Regions from separate parts of the Anser cygnoides genome. Here region 1 is linked to region 2. Evidence: chromatin contacts called from public Hi-C data. All regions are on one chromosome and are shown on one strand. The core of a region is the stretch at or near the end of the contact, and the rest is flanking DNA. Distances in the headings are between cores, read along the strand shown. Region 1 has its middle 100 kb from the start of XIRP1. Region 2 holds the start of OXSR1 (oxidative stress responsive kinase 1).

What was found. Hi-C and Micro-C count contacts between places; a contact is called where the count stands out from the background.
Region 1: a contact with region 2 is called in a Hi-C map of liver, with 3 times the contacts expected there. The contact joins the enhancer-like site here to the promoter of OXSR1 in region 2. A contact is called at or near these places in 3 of 7 Hi-C or Micro-C datasets (granulosa cells and liver).

What each region holds. Positions count from the first base shown.
Region 1 is chr2:5,907,168-5,914,467 of Taihu_goose_T2T_genome, reverse strand. No RefSeq gene overlaps it. Among named protein-coding and RNA genes, the nearest start is that of XIRP1, 100 kb to the right of the region's middle. Within about 2 kb of position 2,912, at least 3 of the 3 cell types and tissues checked have open chromatin away from gene starts, as enhancers often do. A contact at or near this core is called in liver, where this site is marked.
Region 2 is chr2:5,651,319-5,658,157 of Taihu_goose_T2T_genome, reverse strand. OXSR1 (oxidative stress responsive kinase 1) reads right to left here and starts at 3,686. Exons shown (of 18, transcript XM_048062313.2): 1 at 3,467-3,686. The coding sequence starts at 3,536.

The sequences.
Region 1 (7,300 bases), core at 1,663-4,162, 260 kb before region 2:
GGGGAGGCAAGCAACCTCCCAGCCAGCTGCAGCGATTCCTCCTGACAGGCACACACGGAGAAAAGGCTCAGCCTGCTCCAGGCACCTCTCTAAATACCTCCTCTACCTCTCCTCCCAGCGTCTTTTCTCAAAAGCCAATGATTTCTGAAGGAATGGGAGTGGGTACCACCACCACACCGCTCCCAAGGTCTCTGGGAGGTGCTGAGCTAATCCCATCAGAGCCACCTGAGCAAACCCCAATATTAATTAACTTTTATGTCCCAGGCGAGCTAGGGCAGAGGCTGAGGAGCTGCAACCCCAGGGAGAGGTGCAGGTGGTTGGGGAGAAGGGGCAGCTACTGTGAGACAAAACCTTTGTACCTGGATCAGGTGCTCCTTGGGGCAGGGAGGTCTCGTGCATCCCTTCTGCAGTACCTACAGGAGGTAATTCCCCAGGTTGAGTTGTTATCACACAGCAAACGCAAATGAAATCCTGGACCACGGTGGCTCTGTTAATATTAATGCTGCCAATGTTACCGCTAAAAGCACCAGTGCCCCTGCCTGTGCCTCCACACACACCCACAGCAGGCTTCTGAAACCAAGGAGTGTCAGATTTTAGTGTAAATTTTGAGGTGTTAAGCCTTGCAAAACAGTCTGCTTTCAAATCTTTCCTAGCAACCATCAGGATCACAGATTTTCAAAAGGGAAGGTGAAAATTCAAGAAAACCCAGGAACGGGGGCAAAACCCCACAGGGATGGCGTGACTCATGCAGGAGGCCTGGCAGCGTGGCGCAGCTCTGCCTCTCATCCTGGTGGGAGAAGAGCAGCCCCACAGGCTCAGAGAGCCCGAAGTGATCTCTGCAAGGCACTCACCTCCTTTCGCCAGACTTCATGGCTTCAACCACAAATACTTGCTGCAATGTGGGAATTGCAGCTCTCACCTGTGGTGCAACCAAGGCACTTTTCAAGCCCTGGTCCTGCTCCATCGCAGGGACACATTAAGGCACAGATCAGCTGGGAGTTGAGTTTGGACTGTCTTTGAAAGGTGAAGATTCATCCTGAGTAATTAATGTTGCTTTGAGGGCAGATGTCTGATGAAACCAATTTCCACAGTAGGCAGTTTGGTCCAAACTGAGACACGCAAGTTTTAACAAATGGATGGCAAAGTGGCTGCTCCCTGTCTCCCCGGGCTGGATGCTGAGGAGTTGGGTACCAGACTCCCACAATCTAGGTGCTATCCTGCCACTGGGGGGGACAAGAAGTCCCTAAACGTTGCTCACTAAAAGCTCAGAGGAACTTTTTGTGGGAGGAGTGGTGCATATGTTCCATTTCTCATAGCTTTCTTGAAGTTACCAGCCATGCCACGACAGGGTGTTACATGCCCAGAGAGATCCAACGTGGTAATTCGCATGGCCTTTTGTTCACAGAAGCCTGTGAGCCATGCATGTGAGAGCTCACCCGCTTTGGAATACTTCTTACCACTGGGCTGGGAACAAGAAAGCCCAAAGAGTCTCCCAGCTCCTCAGTTCTCGTCCTCCCAGGCACCCAGGAAACGATATTAGAAATAATGAGCTCATCTTTTGGGTGACCTCAAATATTTCACTGTTGAATATCAGGTAATCCTCTGATGGGTGTCCCACCTGCCTCCCAAAATACATCCCCCAGATGCTTGCACATCTGGGGAGCAATGTCCACCTTCAGCATCCACATGGATCCCATTTCCCTCACCCTTCTGTCAGCAGAATGGCAACAGGTTGGGAGCAGTAAGGCCAAGGAACGTGACAGCTCTTGATCTGAGCTGCAACAAGTAAATCTTGGACAGCTCTGGGGTTGACCTCACTGTAAGCTGGATGCATAAAAAGTACTGAGATGGATGAGGGCAAATTTAAAGCTCAACTTGTCAAAACTAGGCACCCAACTAACTCAGCTGCATGCAGAAAGCATCGAGGTGATGGTTTTTGTTATTTCAACCCATATTGGTTATTTTTTGTCCCACTTCTCTATTAAGTGCCACACCCCCGTCAAAGTCTGCTGAGTCTTATTTATTATTTCATAGGACAAATTCACAGTTTTTGGACCAAGTGATCATGTAGAGGAAAGGGCAGGGTCACAGAGGGACTTTGCTGTATCAGAAGACTCTTAGAAATCACTCCTTGAGCTGATTTTCCCAAAACTACCTTGATATCTCTTTGAAGAGGTGAACCAGCAGGATATTTCTTACAGTGTTTCCTTATTCATGGTCTGGGGGCCTGAATAATATCAGGGAGACTCCAGGGCCTCACCTGGAAATATGTCTTTTTTTTTTTTTTTTAACCCTGTTATATATTCCAGCATCATCCCCCTTGGAGGATGAGAACTGCCACAATTTTCTCACATATCATCATGTCATTATGCCACACTAAGAGCCTGGACCATAACTGTAAGTCCTCTGCTGGGAATTGCCTCAAATCCTGTTTTCTGCAGAAGTGATGCAGGAGGAAGCAAGGATGCCCAGTGTTAAATGTAGGCTATGGGAGGCTCCCATGTGAGAACAGACTGAAAGGATTTGGGTTCTTCCTCTGAAATGAAAGATTTCTGTGAGAATATGATATTAGAGCTTGTAAAACCGTGAATAGGGAGGGAAAGATGTATATTGAACAATTATACCCAGGACTACTTGGAAAATTTGCAATTAAGCACATTTTAGACATAAAATGAAATGTTTTCCCAAGTGCATGGAATTCACCCTTGGAACTCATCGCCAAGACTCTCAGCAGAAATTCAGATCTTTAGGGGGGGTATATCAATTAACATCTACTGATCACCATCTTCATGAGTCCTAAACCGCTGGCAACAGCAAAGGAGGGCTTTGGGGACAGCCTGGGGACAGGACATGGTGGCCTCTGCCGGCTTCACCGCCACCCCAGCGAGGTACGCCGTGCTAGCTGCAGCTCACTGTGTACTTTTGCGAGGATCCCTGGAGCAGCAGAAGTTGGTACTAAAGTTCAGCTGTAACAGGAGCTTTGTTTAGCGGTGCTGGGACCAGAAGGTCAGCAGCAGCTGCTCTGCCAGGCTTTAACGCTTTGTTCACCTCCGCGCGCTCGCCCGTGCAGAATTTCCTGTTCCCTGGGCAGTGCAAGGAAGAACCTTCTGTTATTTTGTTAGCCCTATTATTCACCAACTTTTAACGCCGAAATGCCGACCCGCGTGCGGCTCCGTTGTGCTGTAAGACAGCAGCCAGCAGCAGTTCCTCGCTGCTTTTTCCCAAGCAACCAGGAAATTTCACAGCTTGTATTTTTGCAAAGTGCTGTTCAAATGATGGCAGCTCTTGAGAGCCACGGGGATGCACCACTGTCAGGATATTTAAATCAGGGCAAACTTCAAGTACCAGAATAAAGGTTCACATTGCAGGAGATAAGTGTAGCTATGCAGAGCACTCAGCTGCTATTTTGCAGCCCAGATCCCACCTAATTTTTTTTTCTTTTTGAGAAACTGCAGGGCAGAGGAGTTCATGTGTTAACCTGGCAGAAACTGGGGAGAGCTCAGAGGTGATTACAAATGAACAGACAGCCCTCTAGGAGGCCATTTTGCGAGGTGGTTTGAGCACATGATGGACAGCAAGGTCCTCCCTGACTTCCAGCCCCGATTCAGGGCACGATCCTGGCTGCAGATGCCAGCAGGGTGGGCACGAGTCCCTTTTCCAGTCCTGAGGACGTGTGGTGCAGGAGCACCGCTTGCGTCTATGCCACTGATGTCATCTATGCCACAGATGTCTTGTCCTTCAAAACAGACGTGTGACCATGTCCCTGTGACAACTCCCACACTGTGCCTGGGCATCACCTGGGAAATGCCAGCACATCCGTGCTGTGCTCACTGCCTAATAGTACAGACACCCTTGTGCTGCTGGGGGGGACCTTTATATTTCACCATTGAGTTGAGGTGGTGCACGTACCCTCTGGCTGCTCTCAAACCCAAATTTCTCCTCCCAGCCTGGTAGCACACGTGTTTCCAGCAGCTCCTGAGAGGCCAACCCAGCCCTGCTCCAACACACGTGCCAAAGCCTCTGTAGTTCTGATCCCCCCTGGCAGAGACATCCCCGAGTGTGGCAGCACGCCACGTCCTGTGCGTACAGCCAAGGCATCTCGGAGGAGATAAAACTACAGCAAACCCCAGTGGCTCCCCGTGCTTTTACCCACCCAGCCAGGCCATCACCACGTGTCTCCCCCCGCTGAGCTGCCCTCCAGGTCATCCTGTCTCATATCACAGCTCTCCAGCAGCCCCTGCCTGATGGCTCAGCAACAGCCCCAGGAGTTACAGTCCTAAATTATACTGCTTTGTTACGGTTATAGTCTTTTATTCTCCAGGCTCTTCTCTGAACAGCCGTGACACTTTGACCAGAAACCTCAAAGGACTCCAGCTACTTAGAATTTGCCTCTCCTCTTCACTAGGGTTTGCTGGTGTGAGACTTCCCTGTGGATTTGCTGTTTATTCTTCCCACAGCACCTTATCAAGCTGGATCAGCATGTTCAGATGAGAGCATTGTAATGTTGGCTACGTCACATCCAGGGTTCCTCAAATCCCAGCTCGGCACTACTCACTGCCATCTCCTGTGTCAGGTCTTGGACCTCTGTGCTATTTTGTAAAGTGCTGGAGGACTCTTTGTGCTGTTTCATAATTGGATCATAGCAATCTTTGGCAGAGTTGACCCTTTACTTTGAAGGTGATACCTGATGATATCCCACAGGGGCTTGTGGATTATGGGCCATGCTTACCTGGTATCATGCAAAGACTCCTTCTGCAGATCACCAGTCCTCCTACTTACAATTACATGAGAGAAAAGCCCTTCCTGTGCATGGATGTTTTGGCAGCTTTATTTCTATCTAGATTCCTATGAAGAAAATTTATCAGACCAGCCTTCCCCAAATCAATATATTAGAAGAAATAGGTGCAGTAAAGCTGGATAACAGGGGAACAGCAACCTACCAACCTGGAGATGCTCAAGTAACATGACACAGCCATGGGCACGTGGTCCATACTTGCCTGTACCACAGCAAGTCTCCATCTGCACGCAACCAAACGGAAGGAAAAAGCCTTTTATAGCTGTTTAGTAGCTGCTCGTCTTGCTGAGGCCACAAAGGGGGAAGCTGGATCATGCGATGAATTACGAAGGTGCCTCCTTCACCAGCTCCACCATGAGCAGCTGTGGCCATGGGAGTTCAAGCTCCCATGGCTCTGATGCTCCACAACACACCAGACCAAATTACCTGCCGAGGTGAATGGAGCTCAGCTCCACAGAATCACGCCGGGAGCCAGTCTTGTCGTATCATCCACAGAGGGCAGCGGGAGAAGGCAGATACTCTTATCTGATCTGAACCAGACTGCACATCTCTGGCAATCCCTGTGGTAATGTATAATCTTGGGCCAAGCCAGGAAACCCAATCCCGTGCTGGTACCTCCAGCTGTTACTGCGCTCCATCATAAAACCTGCTTCGTGCACCTGCTTGTATAATCCACTTCCAAAGGGGAAACAGCCTTCCTGGCCATCCCCAGAAATCAGTTTTGTTCTGCCAAATGAACCTTGAAAGACTTTGTAGTTTTAGCTAATATGGTTAGCATTGGCTTCCTTCTTCTGTAGGTTTGTTAGCATGCTTCCTGCACTGAAAGTATGATTTTTGAGCCTTTGAAGTGTCTTCTCCTTCACTGTTCAGTGGCTGGTAAATCCACAGTCCACAAGAAGATGCAGATATGCCTTTCTGCATGGGCACTCAAGGTAACCACGACAGTCTTGTAACACTCTGAGCTGGAATAGGAATATAGCCAGGACTGGACACAAGGACCTTTTTCTCTCTCTAATCATTCTCTAGGAACAGACAAGGAGAAACAGCCATCATTTGAAAAAGCAAGAGTGACCTTTCAAGAAAACTTCAGGAACACTAATTACCTAGACCCAAGTGAAAGTCCCTGTGTGGGCTGTGATGACCACGAACACCGTGCAGTTCTTCTTAGTGACCGTCCTCATCAGGACAAAACCTGAGCCCCTCTCATCAGGGCAAGCCACAGCAGACTAAAGACCAGAGGCAGATTTCTATCATTCTCTCACCTTTTCATTCTTCCTTTTCCCCCAAATCCACGGGAATGTTTCCATGACACACCGGCATAAAAGGGAATATGGTACTGTAATTTCCTGTGGAGAGGAAGCTGTAAGTCAATTACCAGCTATCTTTAAGCCAGGAAAAAGACTGAATTCAAGATGAGAGACACCAATAAAGTCCTATAGGGACAGACTCTAGAAATGAAAGAATGAACATTTTTGCACAGTTTCTTTTGAAACCACAGAAGAGCAGCGCTGGGCAGGAACAGAGCTTTCTCTGTGATTCACTGGAGGGTTCCAAAACTCCAGAGGAGACATAACCCTCCTCTAATAAATGACAAAGGACCAGCTCCCCGCTCTTTTCACTGGCTGCAGCAAAGTCAAAGCAGATGCGGTGACCCACAGCGAGTGAGGACTTGAGCTCGCTGCAGCAGCCCAGCACGTGGCTGAGGGTCTGGCTGCTCCACATCCCAGCCCTTTCCAAGAGCTGTAGGAAGGCTGTTCCCCAGCAGAGCTTTCAGCTGGTCCGTCTGCTACAGGTTCTTCTTCTGCCCCCCGCAGTGGGCTGTATTAAGTTAAATAACGGACATCTGCTGTCTGTGGTTGGTTTTCTTTCATCCCCTCCCCAGGCCGAGACCGGCCTGGCAGGAAGTGCAGCTCCCTTGCATTGTTTTGCACCTCCCTCAGGCAAAAAGGTGGGGAGAAGGCCCCCAAGTCACACTCAGCAGCTCCTTTTAGCAACAAATTGTAAATATTTGAGACAAAAGCCTTCTGGATCCACTCAAACAGGGCCTTTGCTAGTGCAGACAAAGACACACACAGCGGCAAGTGTTTCACTTAGCACTGCGTCCTGGCCGTTTCCGAACCCTCCAGTTACTTACTGGGTTGTGAGGTGACCTGGCACCAAATAAAGTCAATCCATGGACTTTCCCACTGCAGTCAGTGAGTTGGATCAGGCCCCAGATCCCACAGTATCCAAATGTGTGACAAGCATTATTAACACTTTGTTAGTACCTGGTGCAATGGACTCCTCACTTCTCTGCCTGTGGTGCCAAATCTCTCCCCACCCCAAAATCAAACCATGACTCCTGGATTCCCACACACCAACCCCAAACACGCAAAAAATGTATTGTTGCTTTCTGAGAAGAAGACCTGGGCACAGCTCTTTACCAGATACTGGTGGACTGTCATGCTGCTGGTTTGTGTAACGGGACCAGGCCTCCTGTAGCCTGGTCCAGGCTTGGGGCCTCAT
Region 2 (6,839 bases), core at 2,437-4,936:
CAAGCGGCCCCAGCCAGCACGGCTCTCACCTTCCCGAAAAAAAGCAGCAAAACGAGAACGACCCAGTTCCAACCCGCTCCGGTACCGCTACCAGCGCTTCCAGCAGGAGCTGGGACGCGAGGGAACCACGTGCGCGCGTCCCGGAGCAGCACACATCTGCTTATTTATCTTTTTTTCTTTTTTCAGCCTTTGAAAAGAGGATTGCCGTCATTTGTATGCAGGTCACACTCGGAAGACCACCTTCACAACCACCCAGACGGGCTGCGTGTTTTTTTTTTTTTCCTTTCAAGAGGAAAACTCAGCCATCTCCAGGGGCGGCACTCATCTGCCAGCCACGCGTACGTCCCACGGAAACGCTCCACAACTTCTCCTCTCCACCCACCTCCCTTTCAGCCTTTTTGGAAGCCGAAGTCCGGCTCTGATCCTTCGTTCAGCGCAACGTAAGGGATCTAAGCCTCGGGAGGCGACTCAGCAGTAACTCCCCACCACTAACCAGGCATAATAAACGCAGGCGTTAATCCATACCTTTATAACGGCGTGAGTCACCTCCACTGCTGAGTAATAAGGTTTTTTTTCCCCCCTCTTGGTATTAGCCCGAACGAGGAGGGCAGTTTTACAGGAGAAGTTCTCTCCGCAGCTACAAAACATGCTCTTTTGTGCCCGCACTGGAACAGCGCGGAGCCCTCCACGCTAAGGGAAAGCCACGCGGTGCTACCTGCAGGCAAAGCCAGCCCAAATTAAGGAATTCGGCTGCACGTGGATCGCCTTTTTTCTGAGGTGGGAAAATGCCTGAGCCGGTAACCCACTGAACGGCGGGCTCTCAGCTTAAAGAGAGACATTTTTCATTGGGAAACAAGACAAATCCTTTAAAAGCACCAGTGCAAGGCTCATCCCTTCCCACACCGGGTCCTCTCTTTGTTCCCTGCCAAAAAGAGCTTTTACGGCTCTGCACGAGTCAAGAGAGCTCAGAAACCAACCCCGAGGCTTCCAGGAGACGCGGAGCGGCCCAGCTCGGTTAACGCGGTGACATTTTGTCCCACAAATCATATACGTGCTAGGAAACTTGCGTCACATCTCCATCCAGGCCGCTGGCAGGCACGCCGATGTTTGAAGAGAGTAAAAGGGGGGGGGGGGGGGGGAAGAGGGCGGGGATGGCGAAGTTAAAAAGAGAAACCATATGTTTGCAATCCACGCGGCACGGTGTGTGCTCCGGCGTGCCAACGCGAGCCTTCAATGAGCAGACAACATCCAGAAAGTCGCCTCGCGGGACAGGGGAAGGAGCGAAAGGCTGCTTGCCCGGCCGCCGCCCAAGTTCGGGGAGCGACCGCGGGGCTGCGACGGCTACGTCCTCCTCCTGAGGATTTGGGGCTGGGGGATGTGCGGTTTGGGGCTGTAGGATGCGCGTTTTGGGGCCGGATACGCATTTTCGGGCTGTAGGATGTGCTTCTCCTGCAGCAAGTTCTCCTAAGAGCAGAAGGACATTCGCACCCCCTTTGTTCCCATCCCGCTCCGCTCCCTGGCTACGGAGAGGCAGCCCGGCTCACCCAGCCTTGCACGCTGAACCCCAAATCCCCTCTTTGTGCTCCCAGAGCGCCCTTCGTGCGATTTGGATGCACCCTACACTCAGGGAACCGTCCCTTTCCCGGCGATCTCGGAGCCTGGTGGGGTATTGCCCCCCTCCTGCTGCTCCAAGAGGCTGAGCATCGTCATCCCCAGGGCGCGTTTGGTTTCCCAAAGGGCTGATCTCCCTCTACAGGGGGCCGAACCCTTCCCAAACCTCGCTGCTCCTCCGCCGAGCAAAGGGAGAGGACAAAGCCCGACCCCAGGGAGCAACAGGGATTTCCAGAAGGATTTCCCCCCCCCCCCCCCCCAATAGCTTTAGTTCCTTCCTACTTTTAAACAATGCCAAGAATTTAATCTCGTAAGGCAGCATTTTCCCCAAACTCTCCCACCCTCGCTGACAGAAAGCGAGGCTGCCCGTTAGGCAGGGATGCAAGGCCTGGGCACGACACCACCACGTCATTCATAAACTTCAAATAAAAGCAACTCGACAAAATCCTGCGCTAAAAATTAACCTCTTTCCTACAAGCCCTCGGCCGGGAGCCTGCCCTGCCACCTCCTGCTTTATTTCCTGCCCCGGGAGAGTGACAGGAGAGGCACCGACCTCACGCTCACCTGTGGCACCGCCTCGGCCGGGTCACATCCCGGCCCTAAAGCGGCTTATCCCTCAAACAAACCCCCTGAAAAGAAATGGTCGGGGCAGGCAATAAATCGGTACAGCTGGGGGGGGCCTCGGGTGAGCACGCAGTTTGATGTGAAAGGAGAGGGGAAAAAAAAAAAGAAAAAATCATTTAATGGAGAGCAAGGGCTGGGGCCTCGAGTCGAGAGGACAATGAATGAAAATCCACGGCGGCAGCAAAAAAGGCCGGGATAAGAGGCCGGACGGCGGCACCGCAAAAATCCTGCGTTCCCCCGATGGGACCGAAGCTCCGAAGAGGCCAGGGGCTGCGTGGGGAGGAGGCGCCCCCCCAAAACGAACGGGGCTGCTCGGGGAGAGACGTGGGGTTTCCTTCCAAGGCACCCTCAGGCCCGATGCGGGCAGGAGACGGAGGGGTGAGGGAGCACCCCCTCTGCACCACCCCCTAAAGAAGGGGGGCACGGGATGGTCTCGGTGCCCCCAAAGGGGGGCGGTGAGCCCCCAGGGGCACCCCTGACCCCCAACCCACCCCATATCTCTGCAGCCCCGCTGTGATGCACGAGGAGGGGGGGGTGCAGACCCCCCCCCAAACCCCTCCTCCCTTTGCAACGAGGGGAAGACCCCCCTACAAGACACCTCCCTCCCAGCAGGGGGATACCCTCAAAAAGAAAAAGGGGTTCCCAGACACCCCTCTAACACACATCCCGCAGAAATAGGGGAGGCAATCCCCCCTCGTCCTCCCCAAAACGGGGGGGGGGGGGCAGATCCCCCTCACCCTCCCCAAAAATTGGGGGAAGGGGGTAACTCCTCCTCACGCACACCCCCAAAATTAGAGAAAGGGCGCAGCTCCCCCCCTCACACCACCCCAAAAAATAGGGGAAGGGGGCGGCTCCCCCCTCACCTCCCCCAAAAATTAAGGGAAGGGGGCGGCTCCCCCTTATAACCCCCTCAGAAATAGGGGGGGGGCAGCTCCCCCCTCTCTCACACACCCCCCCCAAAAACTGGGGGCAGCTCCCCTCACCCCAAAACAGGGAGGCATCTCCCCCTCACAACCCCCCCCCCCAAAACATGGGGGGGCACCTTCCCACCCCTCTGCGTGGCCCTGAGAGAAAAGCACGACGCCCCCCACGCCCCACAGCGACACGCGGGGACCCCACAGCCCCCCCCCCCCCAGCCACGGGGGGGGCTCCCACCCCCCAAATTTCGTGGGTGCCCCCCCCAAATCCCTCGCGTCCCCCCCCCCTCCCGTCCCCCCCCCCCAATCCTCACCGATGACCTCCTGCAGCTCGTAGTCATCCTTGTTGATGGACCAGGGCAGCGCGCTGGGCTCCTCCGCCATGGCTGCGGCCCCCGAGGGCTGAGGGGACCCCTGAGGTACCGGGGGACCCCCTGAGGAGCGGGCGCGGCCCCGAGCCCGGCCCCGCCGCCGCCTCCCGTTACCGCCGGCCAAACTTTGCCTGCTCCCTCCACCTGCCCATGCCCAGAGCGCGCTGACGTCACCCGCCGCCACGTTCGCCCGCCGGAGCGGGGCGGCGCCGGCGCCATCTTGAGCGTGGCGCTTCCCCCCCCCCTTCCCCCTCCTTTCGGTTAATCCGGACTAAAAAAAAGGGAGCCGCCGCGGTTCGCTTCGCCGGTGTTATTTTCGGAGGTGGACGTCGCGCGGAAAGGCCTGGGGGAGAAAGGGGTAGTAAGGGGTGGTAAAGGCATGGAAAGGAAGGGTGGGGATGCCACACACAAGATGGCGGCCGCTCGCATCCTCCCCCCTCCCTCGGAGAATAAGCGGGAGGATCGCCGTGCTTAAACCGGACTTCAAGCAGCGATTGGCTGCTGGCCGCCGAACCCGCGGTTTCTATTGGCGGAGAGGGTTGTCAATCGTGTCTCGTCCTTCTGCAGGGTCCTTACGCCCGTAGGGCCTTCGGGTGCCTGAGGGCTGCCCTGAGGGGAGGCAGCCCTGGGCAGGCCTCAGGGTGGGCTCTGCGGTGGGTGCCGTGGATATCCCCTGTGTTTGGGTGTCAGAAACCCTCCTGGTAGGGGGGGCACACATTGCTTATCCACCTTCACACAATCCTAGAATCATTAAGGCAGGAAAAGCCCTCCAAGCTCGTCTGCTCCAACCATCCCCCTACCACCAGTGTCACCACTAAACCATGTCCCCAAGCACCGCGTCCAACCTCTCCTTGAACACCCCCAGGGACGGTGACGCCACCACCTCCCTGGGCAACCCGTCCCAATGCCTGACTGCTCTTTCTGAGAAGAAATGTCTCCTCATTTCCAACCTGAACCTCCCCTGGCGCAACTTGAGGCCATTCCCTCTAGTCCTGTCACTAGTTACCTGTGAGAAGAGGCCAACCCCCAGCTCCCCACACCTTCCTTTCAAGCAGTTGCAGAAAGCAATGAGGTCTCCCCTGAGCCTCCTCCAGACCAAACACCCCCAGCTCCCTCAGCCGCTCCTCACAGGACTTGTGTTCCAGGCCCTTCACCAGCTTCAAAGCCCTTCTCTGGACACACTCCAGGGCCTCGATGTCCTTCTGGTCTTGAGGGGCCCAAAACCAAACACAGGATACCAAATAAATGCCAATTTTTGGTGACCTGTGTGTGTTGTGTGTGAAAAGCGATGGCACTGCCCTGCCTGGGCTTGGTCTGGGAGCAGAGGGACATGTCAGCCCTGAGGCCCAGCTGGCTGCATGCAGCAGGCCCCACGGCATCGCCCACCTCCATTTCATCCCCACCCTGGCTTTGGGATCCACATTCCTCAATTAAAAATAGGCCCGGGGGTATGAAGGGGTCAGGAGGTCTGGTTTTCCCCTCCCCGCCTCCAAAGTCATGCAATTCTAAGGTTTCCCACTGCCAGGTGTTTCTGCAAGCTCCACTGAATTTCAATATTCGGTGATAAATCCAACACCCTTGCCTTGTAGTTGATGGCTCAAATGTCTGTAGCTGAAGCACTGGAGATCTGGATACATGAAGTGTTAAAAAAATAAAAATTAAAAGAATGAGGAATACGGGACTAACTGGTACCCACGTAGGCCGCTGTCTACATATTTAGGTTTAAAGTGTTTACAGTTTGGTGATTTATTCTTTACTGACATAAAACAGATAAAAAACTGCATCTCTTGCTATTGCCAGGCATAGTAATATTCATCAGGAGAATCTGGCAAGATTTGGGATTTCTGTGTCAGGTTTCATTGTTCTTCGCCAGTCACTGTTCTTATAGCTTGACAGGAGATGCTACTGTGAGGCAAAGAACATCAGTTACACATATTTTTAGCTTATTAGGACAAATTCCTGAGATGCCTCTGATGAACCAGGCTTTGTAGAGGGCCATAGCACCCTGCCAAATGCATGGTGTGACTCCAGTATTTTCACTTGTGCAACCTAACACAGGACAACATCTCCTTCTTCCTAGTCTTTTTCTGTCCTACAGATGCAAGAGGCCAACAGGCCCATCTTGGCGCAGTTTACAGACACTGAACAAAGATGGTCTCTGTCCATAAGGCAGAGCTTTCAACTTAAAAGCTGTTCGTTTTTCCTACTTGCCTGCGTTAAACATGCCTCTGCCAAGCAATATTGCGTATTTGCTAAATATGCTTTAATTACTGCTTGGAACTGTCTCTCTGATCTTTTAACTATGTTATAAAAGCAGTTTTTGTAGCAATTAAAAGTAGGTTTTACCCCAGAGCATGCGCTCAGGTGCCCAGTGTCATGTTTCTGATAGTAACAGCATGTTAAAAAAGGATCTGAGCCAGGCATCAGCAACAAAAAAAGACAGAGGCCCTGATCCTGAAAGTATTTAAGCGCGTGCTTTAAGCCTTTCTAACCACAGTGATACATATGCCTAATTTTACCACAGTGTTTATTTAGAGTCGGAATCATATTTTGAATTCTCTTGGTTTAGGTAGAAGAATCACCGCCTGAAGGCAGCGCTAGAGCTCCTATTGAATTAGATCAATGGGACAGGATTAGGCCCACAATGAACCCCGTTCTTTATGAATTAGCACGGGCTTTGATCAAAATTAAGATCTGAAATGTGAACTGACGAGACCACCAGTGGCCACTTGAACATATACAAGTGAATGGGGTATTTTCACTTTTCAGGTCTGCAGTGAAATACGCACTTCTATATGTTTACAGCAAAATCTCTCATTCGTGTAAAATCTGGATCCCACAGATTTTGTAATATTTTTTAAATGACCATTTAATGAAATTTTAAATGAACATTTTGGAACAGACGTTGCTGTTGCATTCATTCACTCATTCGTTCATTCAGCGAGTTGTTTCAATGGCAGTCTGATGAAGGATGAAAAAAGGGAGCTGTCTTCCACGAAGATCTTAATCCTTAGCCCACTTCACACCTTCAAGCAGCACCTTCTCCTGTTTCACCATTAATATTCTGCTCATCCTACTTTTCCTGATTTGCTGTATTTTGTCTGTCTCGTGTAGGTTGTAAGCTCTTCAGGGCAGAGGAAACGTCTCTATTTATAAAACAGCCTGTGAAGTGGTGCTGCTGAATCAAGTGGTTTGTTGTAATAACAAGACATTTTAGTAGAAATCTGAAGTGGAAAAACAGTTTCCTGTGTATCCACCTCCAGGCTTTAGGAGAGACCAAGAAGCGGAAAAACTCCGGACTTCTTTCAGGTAGGAA